Linked DNA regions of Hordeum vulgare: region 1 is linked to region 2. Evidence: chromatin contacts called from public Hi-C data. All regions are on one chromosome and are shown on one strand. The core of a region is the stretch at or near the end of the contact, and the rest is flanking DNA. Distances in the headings are between cores, read along the strand shown.

The links. A called contact is a pair of places that touch in the nucleus more often than the background predicts.
Region 1: a contact with region 2 is called in a Hi-C map of seedling, with 4 times the contacts expected there. The contact joins the promoter of LOC123413294 here to the promoter of LOC123410864 in region 2. A contact is called at or near these places in 2 of 6 Hi-C or Micro-C datasets (leaf and seedling).

Annotation. Positions count from the first base shown.
Region 1 is chr7H:117,807,869-117,814,136 of MorexV3_pseudomolecules_assembly, reverse strand. LOC123413294 (aluminum-activated malate transporter 9-like) reads left to right here and starts at 4,220. Exons shown (of 6, transcript XM_045106235.1): 1 at 4,220-5,081. The coding sequence starts at 4,685.
Region 2 is chr7H:117,250,713-117,256,785 of MorexV3_pseudomolecules_assembly, reverse strand. It overlaps LOC123410864 (autophagy-related protein 2-like), which reads right to left and starts at 2,623. Exons shown (of 13, transcript XM_045103798.1): 1 at 2,347-2,623; 2 at 389-1,410. The coding sequence starts at 2,532.

The sequences.
Region 1 (6,268 bases), core at 2,971-5,470, 560 kb before region 2:
CTGTGTGTTTCCGATTAGCCAAAACAACTGATGGAGCTACGCAAGATGGCAGAGACGGCCATGAAGGATCTTTGCATCAGGCTTTGGCCGACAAAGCCATTGTCGAGCAACTATTTTGGCCTGGTGCAAAAGCTCAGCGTCGTTGCGTCCCAGGTTGACATCATGAAGCGCTCTCTCTGCATGGAGGGAGATCGAATGGCCTTTGCAAGAACCATGATGCATTGGCCAAAAGTGGAACCCTCCAAGATGACCACCACACCTCCATCGCCTGGAAAAGAACATAGACGCCCCGAGCTATACTTCTCCACTGCAATGGAAGACGCTCTCGCGACAGAAGCCTAGTGCTCCAAAGATGTGATCTTTGAATGAAAACCTTATCCTGTAATAGTGGTTAAATTTTTGTATGATACAATGGTATTTACTTTTGCATGGTATACCGTGCATTATTTTGTTTTTAATTTTAACTCCTGTGTGGTCGCTTTAAACCTAGAAGTTTCCAGTCATCAGCTTCAGCCCCTTTGACAGATGCTATCAGAGTTGTTTTTGGCTTCTGCATTGTTATCCTTAGCCAACGTGTTGGTGCCCTAGGACGGTACCGTGGGAGAAAATAAGGCAATTGGACTATGTGGCTTTATGTCTTTCACTTAACCATACAAGTTTGACCGCAGGGGCCAATTAGAGCCCCATGGTAAATCGTGATGTTCGGCCATACCACGGTGTAAAACCCATTATCACTTGGTTTGTATGACTTCAAACCTTTTTGCATAACGCGATGAGCCCTCGTCGGCTCTTTAATTTAATATTTGTCTTTGGATCGCAGACTAGTTCTCACTTATTATGCTAGTCAGTTCTCGGCTTTCTCCCCTGAGGTACTTAACCAGGCCAGCTGGAAGTACAATCGCAGCGGTTCTCCCTTTACCCTTTTAGCCAAACGAGCGGAACATAAAGGGGTAAGCACACGAGCAGGGCAACCCAACTATTGACCCAAGACATAATTTGGAACAAATGCATATAACGCAAATCCAAGATTCCGCACACATATAATGAAGAATAGCATCAGACTGATTCTAAAGGTGGCCATGAAGGCCAAGCCCCCCCCTCGTTGATTTGGCCAGTATCATCTTAACATGTGCATAAAAAACAGGCTTGTGTTAGTGTTTGAGAATGAGTTCGAAAAAGGAAGGCGGTAAAAGGGTGTAGCAAAGCTCATGAACCGGAAAGAGTGTTCCTTATTTCCGATTAACTTGTATTCGCACAATCCGAATTCATCAAGCAACTTTTTATAGATAAGAAAAAAGAAGAAGTTTACAGGGTAAAGGTTTACACAGGGTTTTATAACTGGCTTGATGTCCCTTACTGTGCCCCTTCATTATTTGGGAAGTACTCCTTGAAAGGGGGGAACGTCGGCGAGCGGTCCTTGAACAAAGGTGTTTTTGAGAAGCTGCTGAAGTGTGAGTAGCTTGACGCAAAGTTGGTCCTGTTGGGGAACGTCGCATGGGAAACAAAAAATTTCCTACGCGCACGAAGACCTATCATGGTGATGTCCATCTACGAGAGGGGATGAGTGATCTACGTACCCTTGTAGATCGTACAGCAGAAGCGTTAGTGAACGCGGTTGATGTAGTGGAACGTCCTCACGTCCCTCGATCCGCCCCGCGAACAATCCCGCGATCAGTCCCACGATCTAGTACCGAACGGACGGCACCTCCGCGTTCAGCACACGTACAGCTCGACGATGATCTCGGCCTTCTTGATCCAGCAAGAGAGACGGAGAGGTAGAAGAGTTCTCCGGCAGCGTGACGGCGCTCCGGAGGTTGGTGATGACCTTGTCTCAGCAGGGCTCCGCCCGAGCTCCGCAGAAACGCGATCTAGAGGAAAAACCGTGGAGGTATGTGGTCGGGCTGCCGTGGAAAAGTCGTCTCAAATCAGCCCCAATACCTTCGTATATATAGGTGGGAGGGAGGGGACCTTGCCTTGGGGCTCAAGGAGCCCCAAGGGGGTCGGCCGAGTCCAAGGGGGGAAGGCTCCCCCCCCCAAACCGAGTCGGACTTGGTTTGATGGGTGGGAGTCCTTCCCTTCCTTCCCACCTCCTTTTTTTTCTTTCTCTTTGATTTTCTTTTGTATGGCGCATAGGGCCCTTTTGGGCTGTCCCACCAGCCCACTAAGGGCTGGTGCGCCACCCTCATGGCCTATGGGCTTCCCCGGGGTGGGTTGCCCCCCCAGTGAACTCCCGGAACCCATTCGTCATTCTCGGTACATTCCCGGTAACTCCGAAAACCTTATGGTAATCAAATGAGGTCATCCTATATATCAATCTTCGTTTCCGGACCATTCCGGAAACCCTCGTGACGTCCGTGATCTCATCCGGGACTCCGAACAACATTCGGTAACCAACCATATAACTCAAATACGCATAAAACAACGTCGAACCTTAAGTGTGCAGACCCTGCGGGTTCGAGAACTATGTAGACATGACCCGAGAGACTCCTCGGTCAATATCCAATAGCGGGACCTGGATGCCCATATTGGATCCTACATATTCTACGAAGATCTTATCGTTTGAACCTCAGTGCCAAGGATTCATATAATCCCGTATGTCATTCCCTTTGTCCTTCGGTATGTTACTTGCCCGAGATTCGATCGTTAGTATCCGCATACCTATTTCAATCTCGTTTACCGGCAAGTCTCTTTACTCGTTCCGTAATACAAGATCCCGTAACTTACACTAAGTTACATTGCTTGCAAGGCTTGTGTGTGATGTTGTATTACCGAGTGGGCCCCGAGATACCTCTCCGTCACACGGAGTGACAAATCCCAGTCTTGATCCATACTAACTCAACTAACACCTTCGGAGATACCTGTAGAGCATCTTTATAGTCACTCAGTTACGTTGCGACGTTTGATACACACAAAGCATTCCTCCGGTGTCAGTGAGTTATATGATCTCATGGTCATAGGAATAAATACTTGACACGCAGAAAACAGTAGCAACAAAATGACACGATCAACATGCTACGTCTATTAGTTTGGGTCTAGTCCATCACGTGATTCTCCTAATGACGTGATCCAGTTATCAAGTGAAAACACTTGCCTATGGCTAGGAAACCTTGACCATCTTTGATCAACGAGCTAGTCAACTAGAGGCTTACTAGGGACAGTGTTTTGTCTATGTATCCACACAAGTATTGTGTTTCCAATCAATACAATTATAGCATGGATAATAAACGATTATCATGAACTAAGAAATATAATAATAACTAATTTATTATTGCCTCTAGGGCATATTTCCAACAGGTCCTTTATGGTACCTGCACGTGTCCGAGGACGTTTATGACCGTAGTTTGGTTTAGCCGAACACAAGGTCTCACGTATTGGGCAGGACTTCACAAAGGCGAGGATGCGGAAAGGCTTTGCGCTGGAGTCGAGATGATTCGCAATGGGACCATGATGTTTATGAAAGTTTGCAAAAACTTAAGGAAGATTGATGCGGATCGATGAAGTCGTCATCTCCGGCCGAGGAGGTCTAGGAACTGGCCATATGAAGATATGATGATCGAAGCATCTTCTTTTGTGTTACATCGTGCTAGACTTTGAGCATGTGTTTGTTAGTATTGAACTGGTGGTAGCCTTTTGATTGTAATAGGTCTAGTTGATGTTTACGTGTTGCCTAGGTTTTCTCCTCATAGCGTCTCTTTTGTTGTTGGGCAAACACGGTGGGTTTTCTAGCGGTGCTTTGAACTCGCTCTCTTCTTACCCTTTCGTTCCTGATTTTGATGTCACACTTTGTGTTTTTGTTCTAGTAATGAAATGGGGAAAAGTCCAGTTAAAAAAAAATGTTTGTTCAACGACTTCATTGCTGAATCAGATAACATCAATAATACTTCTAGACTGACGAGACCTACTCTTGAAGCAAATGTTCGACAACATCAGGTTTGCTCATAGCTTGGTTAAACTTTCGGGTTCTATATTTGTGGCTAGGCTATCCACTTCCTTTGAACTTCTCAGTTAATCAATAACCTATTTCTATATGATCGAAAGGACATGACAAGAAATTTTCCCATTGGCAAAAATCTCAGAAAATGTAGTATTAATTATTTTTTCCTTGGACAGAGGAATCGAAAGGGGGCAGATTCCAAAGAGCAAATGACCTCACAAACCAGCCAAAAAAAGTGCAAACTAAAAGAGGCAGGAAGAAGCAATCCCTGACCTACTTTGGAACCAGCAAGAGTTTCTCGCGAAAAAGAAAAGGCAGAGAATTCTTCAGATCAGACCGACCAATCCGACAACGCGGTATACAAAGGATAGATCACGAGAAAGGGACGGATCAATTCTGCCCTGCGTGGCCTTGCGCCGCGCAGCGGATCGCATCGCACGGCGGCCAGCCGCTCGCCGGATTCCATTCCGCCATATAAAAAAGCGGCCTTTGCCACCCATCCATGGCGCTTTCCTCCCGTCCCTTCCCGGCTCCGCAGCTTTTCGCGTCGCGCTGCAGCCAGCGGGGTGACACCACGGCGGACCAGAGTCCATCCATATAGCGGAGACCGGAGAGCGCGACAGGCGGGCGGGCGCAGCCGACCAAGAAAGGCCGAGAGCAACCAACACTGCGGCACCCTGAAATCCGAACCCACGCCACGCGCGCGGGCGACATCCTTCCTTCCAGAAGCTCTCGCAGATCCATCCGGCCATGGCCGCGGGCGCGGCGGGCGTGCCGCCGGCGCAGCTGGGGTCGCTGTGGTCGACGCTGGAGGACCAGCGTGGGGCCCGGGGGGACGTCCCGCTGCTCTCGTCGGCGTGGAGCCTGCCGGGCTCCCAGGCCGGTGGCGGCGACAGGGGGCCCAAGCAGGGCCTGCTCCGCCGCGCCGGCGCCGCGGTGGCGGGGGCCTGGGGCGCGCTCTGCGACGGGGCGGCCGAGATGTGGGCGTTCGCGCGGGCCGACCCCCGGAAGCCCGTCTTCGCGGCCAAGGTCGGCCTCGCGCTCGCCCTCATCTCCTTCCTCGTCTTCCTCCGCGAGCCGCGCGACATCGTCAGCCACTCCGTCTGGGCCATCCTCACCGTCGTCGTCGTCTTCGAGTTCAGCATCGGTAACACGCCCAGTCCAGGCCGCTTCTCCGCCATTTCTTTCTCACGTTCCGTTGCGACGGTTTCTGTGCTGTGCCGTCATTGGTTCGACGTCTTGGAGGAACACATTCCCCGTGACTTGACCTCGTAATGCTAAATTTAGGCCTCTGTCATGTGCCCTATTTATGCCCCAATTCATCAGTGACTGGAGCATGTCAATTTTTAATCGGGGGTAAACATTTTGCCGTGCTATTCTGATCAGATTTGCGGATCAGAAGTTCCTGTTGCAGTGAAGAACACACGAACCTGTCAGGCTTAGATTTCAGGAGTGTAAAGTCTATGTCAACAGCCTCTCAACTAACAGAGAAGTCTGTCTCAACATCATTTAGAGTGAGATATTTCACCGCTAAGGGACAGAGAGAATTTGTCTTTCATCATGTCCTGTCAATTGACCTTCTATTATTGCTGGTGATGCAAGAAACGTGCACGCTACTATCGAAACTGGAGATGACCTTGTGATAAGTAGATTAATCTAGCGGTGTTCCTATAATTTATATTGATCGCCGGTAGATTCTTTCTTTTCTGGATTGTTTAGATTCTGGGCCACCACTTAGAAAGTGATCTAGTTGCCTTTTCTTTAGGAAAACGTCATTAGTTTATCTATGGGCGATGGAAAGCACCGCTAAATTTTATTGCTGGAGATTTTACTTGGGACCACGTTGATCTTGGACCTGTTGTAGAACTTACTATATGGAATGGTAGAAACACACATGACTGAAGAAATGAATGTTTTTCTGAAGACAAACTGCTGTTTGACCAAAGGTACCCGTAGTTCTCAACTGGTATTTTATTTTCTGTGATGCTTTCTGGTCTTCCATAATATCATTGTGATGCAGAAGTCAACCATAATGGTAGTGGTGTTTTTGAATTTTATATCGTTGGCTTCATGGCTTGCATGTTCGTCCTTTAGCCTGCTTGTTTGGCTCTGTATATGAAGTGGTTATGTCTTTTTTACCTAGTTATATTTGGTAAACTTTTCACAATGAGTGTTTGAAAGTACCACTAACCTCTCGTGATTCCAGTTGAATGATTGGGACCCCTTCATTGTAGTACCGATTGTAGAACTCACACAGATGTACGCTCGCACATTATGCAGTTCCTAACATGGACCGAAAGGTGCCATCGCTGACTTGCAGTACTTCTTAGTTAG
Region 2 (6,073 bases), core at 1,374-3,873:
GTGATCCTCGGTAAGTTGCAACTATAAGACAGCGGAACATCCATAAGACAGCTCAAGTAAAGGGCAGGACAGGAGCAACAAGTGTGTGTTGCAATGACCACTGTTAGCTGTGACTCCCAAAGCATGCACCTTATAGTTCAAAATTGATGACCAAAAATTATGTAAAATCATACATCTGGTCAGTCATTCATAAGCCAAAGAAATGGATGCAATATGACGTAGCAACAAGATATTTTAATCTTTTCTACAATGATCTCATAACAGCTATGTCAAACATATACTTCTTTAAGGGATTAATCATTGTGATCTAAAGTAAATTGGAAGCTGATAGAAACACAGTGCAACGAATGTCATTAAGAATTTTAAGGAATTAAATAAAGAAACAAACCTTTCGTCACAATCTGAATCAGGGTCACCTTGATCCTCGTGAACAACGAGCTCCGGAATCCAGTCTTGAATAACATGTGCCTTAGTTAGAAAAGAATCCTGATATTTGTCTTGCCTGTTTTGTGAAAGTGCAATCTGGTCTGTGTCTTCCCTCCTGATCATCACTGAATCTAAACCTGACTTCAAAGTGCTTAAGGCAGATCTGGAGGTGCTCAAGGACATATCTGCCGTATTATGGGGACGAATCTGTTCAATTGCTTGATTCCTATGGAGAGAATCCCACACATCCATGAACCACTGGATACTGCTGATTTGTAACAGCAACTCTAATGAATCAACAGATACATCTGCGTCGATTTTCTTAAGGTTCAAGCATCCATTACTCCACGGGATGCTTAAGTTCAATGTCCCTGAGAATCCACCAATAGGACCTGTCAAGACCGAGGTAGTACTATGACCTGATGAGATGTCAGCTGTTGCTTTATCCAAACCATTCTGATGAAGTACATCAACATCATCCATTTTCAAGAACTCGATCACCGCCTCATGGAACGTTACGAAATTATTCAACTTGACAAGACCATCTGTTGAAAGATTAGTTCCAAATTCTATCTCTTTAACCCGGAAAACAAGTGATCGGTTAAATTCTGAGATCTTGTTATCCAAAATGGTCTGAGGATCAAATACAACATATGTATTTTTAAACTTGATTTTGAAGTTTGTAAGAAACCACTTGACAGCATTGGCTATTCTCTTGACACCCTCATCCACATCTCGAGATGCAGATGTAGAACAGTGTTTATCAGATTCATTTCTTTTGGTGTTGACTGATGCCTGTGTGGAACTACTATTACCAGAAACAGAGCATTCAGCAACTACAGGTGGAATTTCAATAGCAACAGATGGAGCGAGCACAAGCTCCAAGTCTTCCACTACAATCTCACAACTCTTTAACTGTAGAGGAAATTTAACCAGCAGAGATTTTATTGATCCTTCTTTCACCATGATAGATAATCCTGATAGCTGAAATGGAGAAAGATATTAACTTAAAAAATCTGAAGTGAGGGCCCAATTGAACAGTTCAATTTATAACAAACTACAGATTCAGATACACAGGTTTCATATTTACAGTTCTATGTTCATCGCGAAACAGAAGAAGTTGAAAATGTAAGTTTTCACAGTGGGCGGTAGGAGGAGCATGCGCATAAGATTAGTAGTATATTCTAAGCAGTAAGTATCACAACAAATCAGGTGTCGGGTTTGTAGAGAAGGATTAAACACTGAACTGTACAAGCTAGAAAATTATGATCCAGCTTAATACCATAACTGACAGTTGGACGGCATATGATTGCACATGCTCCATTCAGTCCATTGTAACAATGTTTAAATTATTATGATTCAAATGCAGGAACTGCAGACAGGGACCAACACCCCACAGCTTCTCCCAAACCCTAATACTCCAGACTGATCGTACACTTCTAGATGCAAACTGCACTCCAAGAGCCCTACTAAACCACAACGAGACCACGACCGCCGCTTAGTCAAAATCCACAGCCACCTGCGGTCGCCAGCGAACGAAAAACTTACCAGCCTGAATGCCTGGTAAGGGAAAACGACGGGTTCCCCGTCCATCCTTTGCCCCTGTCATTCGCAAAAACCCGTCCAAAATTCTAACCAAATCGAGCCTATACACGTCACCCCAGTGCCCAATAGCAACCAAAATCAGAGGGAACTGATTTAGTCATCCAACCCCCACCACCCCCACCCTACATCCAACCTGCCCATCATCACACCACAATTCGATTCCCCTCGGCACGCGGGGACGACCAATCGCGACGGAACGCACCCGAAAACCCGATTCCGCCGCGTCCGATCGAACACGAAAAAAAAAAACGCGCCCCAAACCCAACCCACACGGGTCAGGGACGAAGGAGCGGGGAGGCGATAGGCGTGACGCACCTGGCTGTTGATGTAGTCGGCGTTGAGCGCGAGGTCGGTGAGCTCGAGCGTGCCGCGGGTGAGCTGCAGGTCGAGCTGGTCGAGGTCGAGCTCGCCGAGGAACAGATCCCCGAGCCCCTTCTTCAGCACCGCCTTGCACATCCGCTTCATCACGGCCCCCACCGAGAACCCCCGAAGCAGCCCCATCCCGCCCCTCCCTCGGCGAGCGCGAGTCCGGGGCGGCCGGCCGGCGCGTGGCGGGGGTGGGGTCGCCGGAGGCGGCCGGGGAACGGAAGGAAGCCACCAGGGGGAGGGGGGTTGCTTCGTTGGTGTGGCAAGTTTTTTCGGATTAAACCTTGCGGGGGGCGAGTTGTTGCGTCCAGAACCCCGGGAAGGTTGGGTAATTACGCTTATAATACGCCGCCGCGGGAGTCCGCGTCCCTGTCCCGTGGGCCAGCCGGAACACACTAAACAACTTGTAGGGAGATTCGATTTGTTTTCTTCTACACTTTCCGTATCTTGTTTTGGCTTAAGAAGAATGTATATACTGCTACTTGCTGTTTTGTGTACATAAATTAATCATATACTCCCTCTGTTTCTAAATATAATTTTTTAAGAGATTTCATTAGAAAACTACATACTGATAAACATATTTTAGAGTGTAAATTCAATCATTTTGCTTCGTATATAGTCTTTTAGTAAAATCTTTAAAAAGACTTATATTTAGGAACGAGGGAGTATTTTTTAACACAGTATAATCGAAACCGCTCATATACACGAACACACACTTGTTTCTATATAACGCAAGCCCGCATATTTTATCCTATGTCGGCATAATATTTTAAGATTAAAGAAGTCGTCACAGACACTTTCGTAATCGACGGAAACGTCTCCTTCAACTGAACGCACATCATCAAAAAGTCTGAAATAAATTTTAAAAAGATACAAGCATAAATATCAAGTCTGAGACCTAAATTCTGATGGATAGAAAATACCAACATCCTCCTAACTATCCAACCACCTGTTGGTTTGCAAATTAGTCATACCCTTGTCCTGTTGAATACAATATTGGAAGAAGAAAATATTTGATTTGGTGAATAACTTATTGTAGTGGTACTTCATATAAAAGAAATAAGGATGATCAAGGGAAGATGTCCTTTTCCCAACCGTCCCAAACTTGAATGTTGGGTTTTGCTTGCTTAGTGTGACATCCTATGTTGCCAAGTCAATTAGTGGCAAAGCCATAAAAGCGTCCATGTCTCGGCATTAACGAATGAATTATACTTCCTTTGTTTTTAAATATAAGTTTTTTTAAAAAAATCACTAAAAAACTACATACGATGTATATAGACATACATTAGAGTATAGATTCACTTATTTTGCTTTGTATATAGTCTTCTAGTGGAATTTCTTCAAAGACTTATATTTAGGAACGGGGGTAATAAACACTAAAACAGGCACATGTGTTCTTTCTCCGTTCATCTATCTTTGCTTTATGTACTCAGAGATTTCCTTGATTTGTTTTCTGCTAGCACCATCTTCCGTGTGTCTTGAATATATTTGGTTTATCTAAACATTGGGTGCTAAACCTTTTTTTATCTTGACCTTTTTAGCTTATTGCTAAATATCTCAGCATCTTGTCATTGGGACTTTGGGAGATGGAGATGCTCTAAGAGGTCAAGTATACTTAAAAACATTGAAATGGTGAACAACTTTTTTTGCATGATACACCAAACATAAAAAAATATTACGATGGCTAGAGGGAGTTGTTATTTCTAACACATAACTGCATTCGAAGTTCGAATGTTGTTGCTTGCTTAGAACTTTATATACTGCGTGCGGATCCAGCACACGTAACTTAACAACAAAACTACATTCCGTTCACCTTTTTGATTTGTTTGCTGCTAGCACCACATATAGATTGTGAATGCATGATAATTTAAAAATGCATTTGATTTATCTTAGCATTCAAGTTTTTTTATCTACTATCAACTTTTGTAGCATCGGTGTTGTCAATTATATTACGCTTGTCTCTTAAGCACTTTGGGGTGCTCTAAGAGCAAATTACTTGCAACTTTGATTATGTTTCATGAACAAAACATACAAAGAAGATTTGCAACAAGGAGAATGTCCTACTGAATCATAATTATAGGAAAGAGTGAATTCCACTCTTTATTCCCTGAAATAGAGTTTATGACAATTTATATCCCATTTGACAAGTTTTTTTCTCTAAATTGCCCTAGTTAACCAAGTTTGTATTAGTATGCCCCCCTTTGTTGTGTCCTTTCCTGGTAGGCGGAGCTTGGTGTCAGTCCAACATAACTTGTTGAATTAGATATTACATATGTGACACATTTGTTAGGGGTGTGGGGTGAGTTGATTAAGCCCGACCCCGAACACCTCTCTCCTTCTCCCCCCCCCCCTCTCTCTCTCACACACACACACACACGCACACGGTGTAGGATTAGGGATTCCAGGGTAACTTCAGAGGGAGCGGCAATGATGGTGGTTAGTGTTGAAATAGGATTCACAAGTTAGTCGATATGTTTGTTTGCGTGGGAGATGGATGCACAAGTAGGCCAACACAAAAAGGAAGCCAATAGGGTTTGTGTTGTCTCGCTGAGCCTCTTTTCCCCAAAACGATCATCGTTGATCACTCACGCTCACTTATCTAGTGTCAGATTCCGATTCCTAATTTTCCACTCGAGAAAACAATGGTGGTTTGGAAGGTTCGTCTTGAGTCAAGGAACTGGTTGTGCTTAACCATCTTGCTCCAACTATTGCCTCAGGCATGCCCTAAGAAACTCGACACCTATCTAGATCCATGCAGGAGCCCACTTGGGATTGAGAGTGATACCCACGTAACAAAATTAGGGCAAAGTTTTAAAAGGGCTAGAAAAGGTAGATTGTGTGTCGTAATGACTAAAATATTTGAAGTAAGTGATCTCTCACAACCAACAATGTTCTAGCATGACTTCAACATTTGTATCCCACTCATATAAGTAGTACATCATGCATGTGAATTCAATGAGAGATAAGGTCAAGGGAAAAATATCAAACAAGTTTGATACACTAAATAACAACAAATGAAAAAATAAAGACAACATTGACAAGTAGAACACCTAATAACAACAAAGGGAGAACCAAGCCAAGACATCACCAAAGCACATTTATGAATAATTAAAACGTTTTTCCAAAGTGATGCCTTCCATATGGGAGAGCACACGTGTGCCCACATCGCCAATTCTAGTATGCGAGCCCCAACCAATAAATGCCACAACAACAACATGAATACAACACATCCATCAAGACGAGACGAAAGTGTATCACTAATGTGTTTATCGAAATGCATACATATATCATTTGGTGTGGTTGTCAACCAAGGTGTCTTTTGGGCTCCACCCAATTATTAACATTCAGTATCTTTTTATTCATTAGTCGTACCCAATATTTTTCTGTCCATTTATGTGAGCCCTCGCAAATTTGGCAGAATCTCAATGAAGGTGTCATTCAGCAAGGTTGCATGCGAAAATCCATCATGGTATCATTTATATAGTAGTGTTTACAACCGCCTTTTAGTCTATATTACGTGTATCTCTCGCAGTTTTATAGCAAATCAATACCTAACTCGACTAAATGTCAACAAGGAGATTAGTGTCTGATAACAACAATCTAGATTGCGCCGGGATAAAAACGTTTACTGCACAATCCAGTGCGAGCCGAGCTTACATTCGCGGAAAAGATTCCA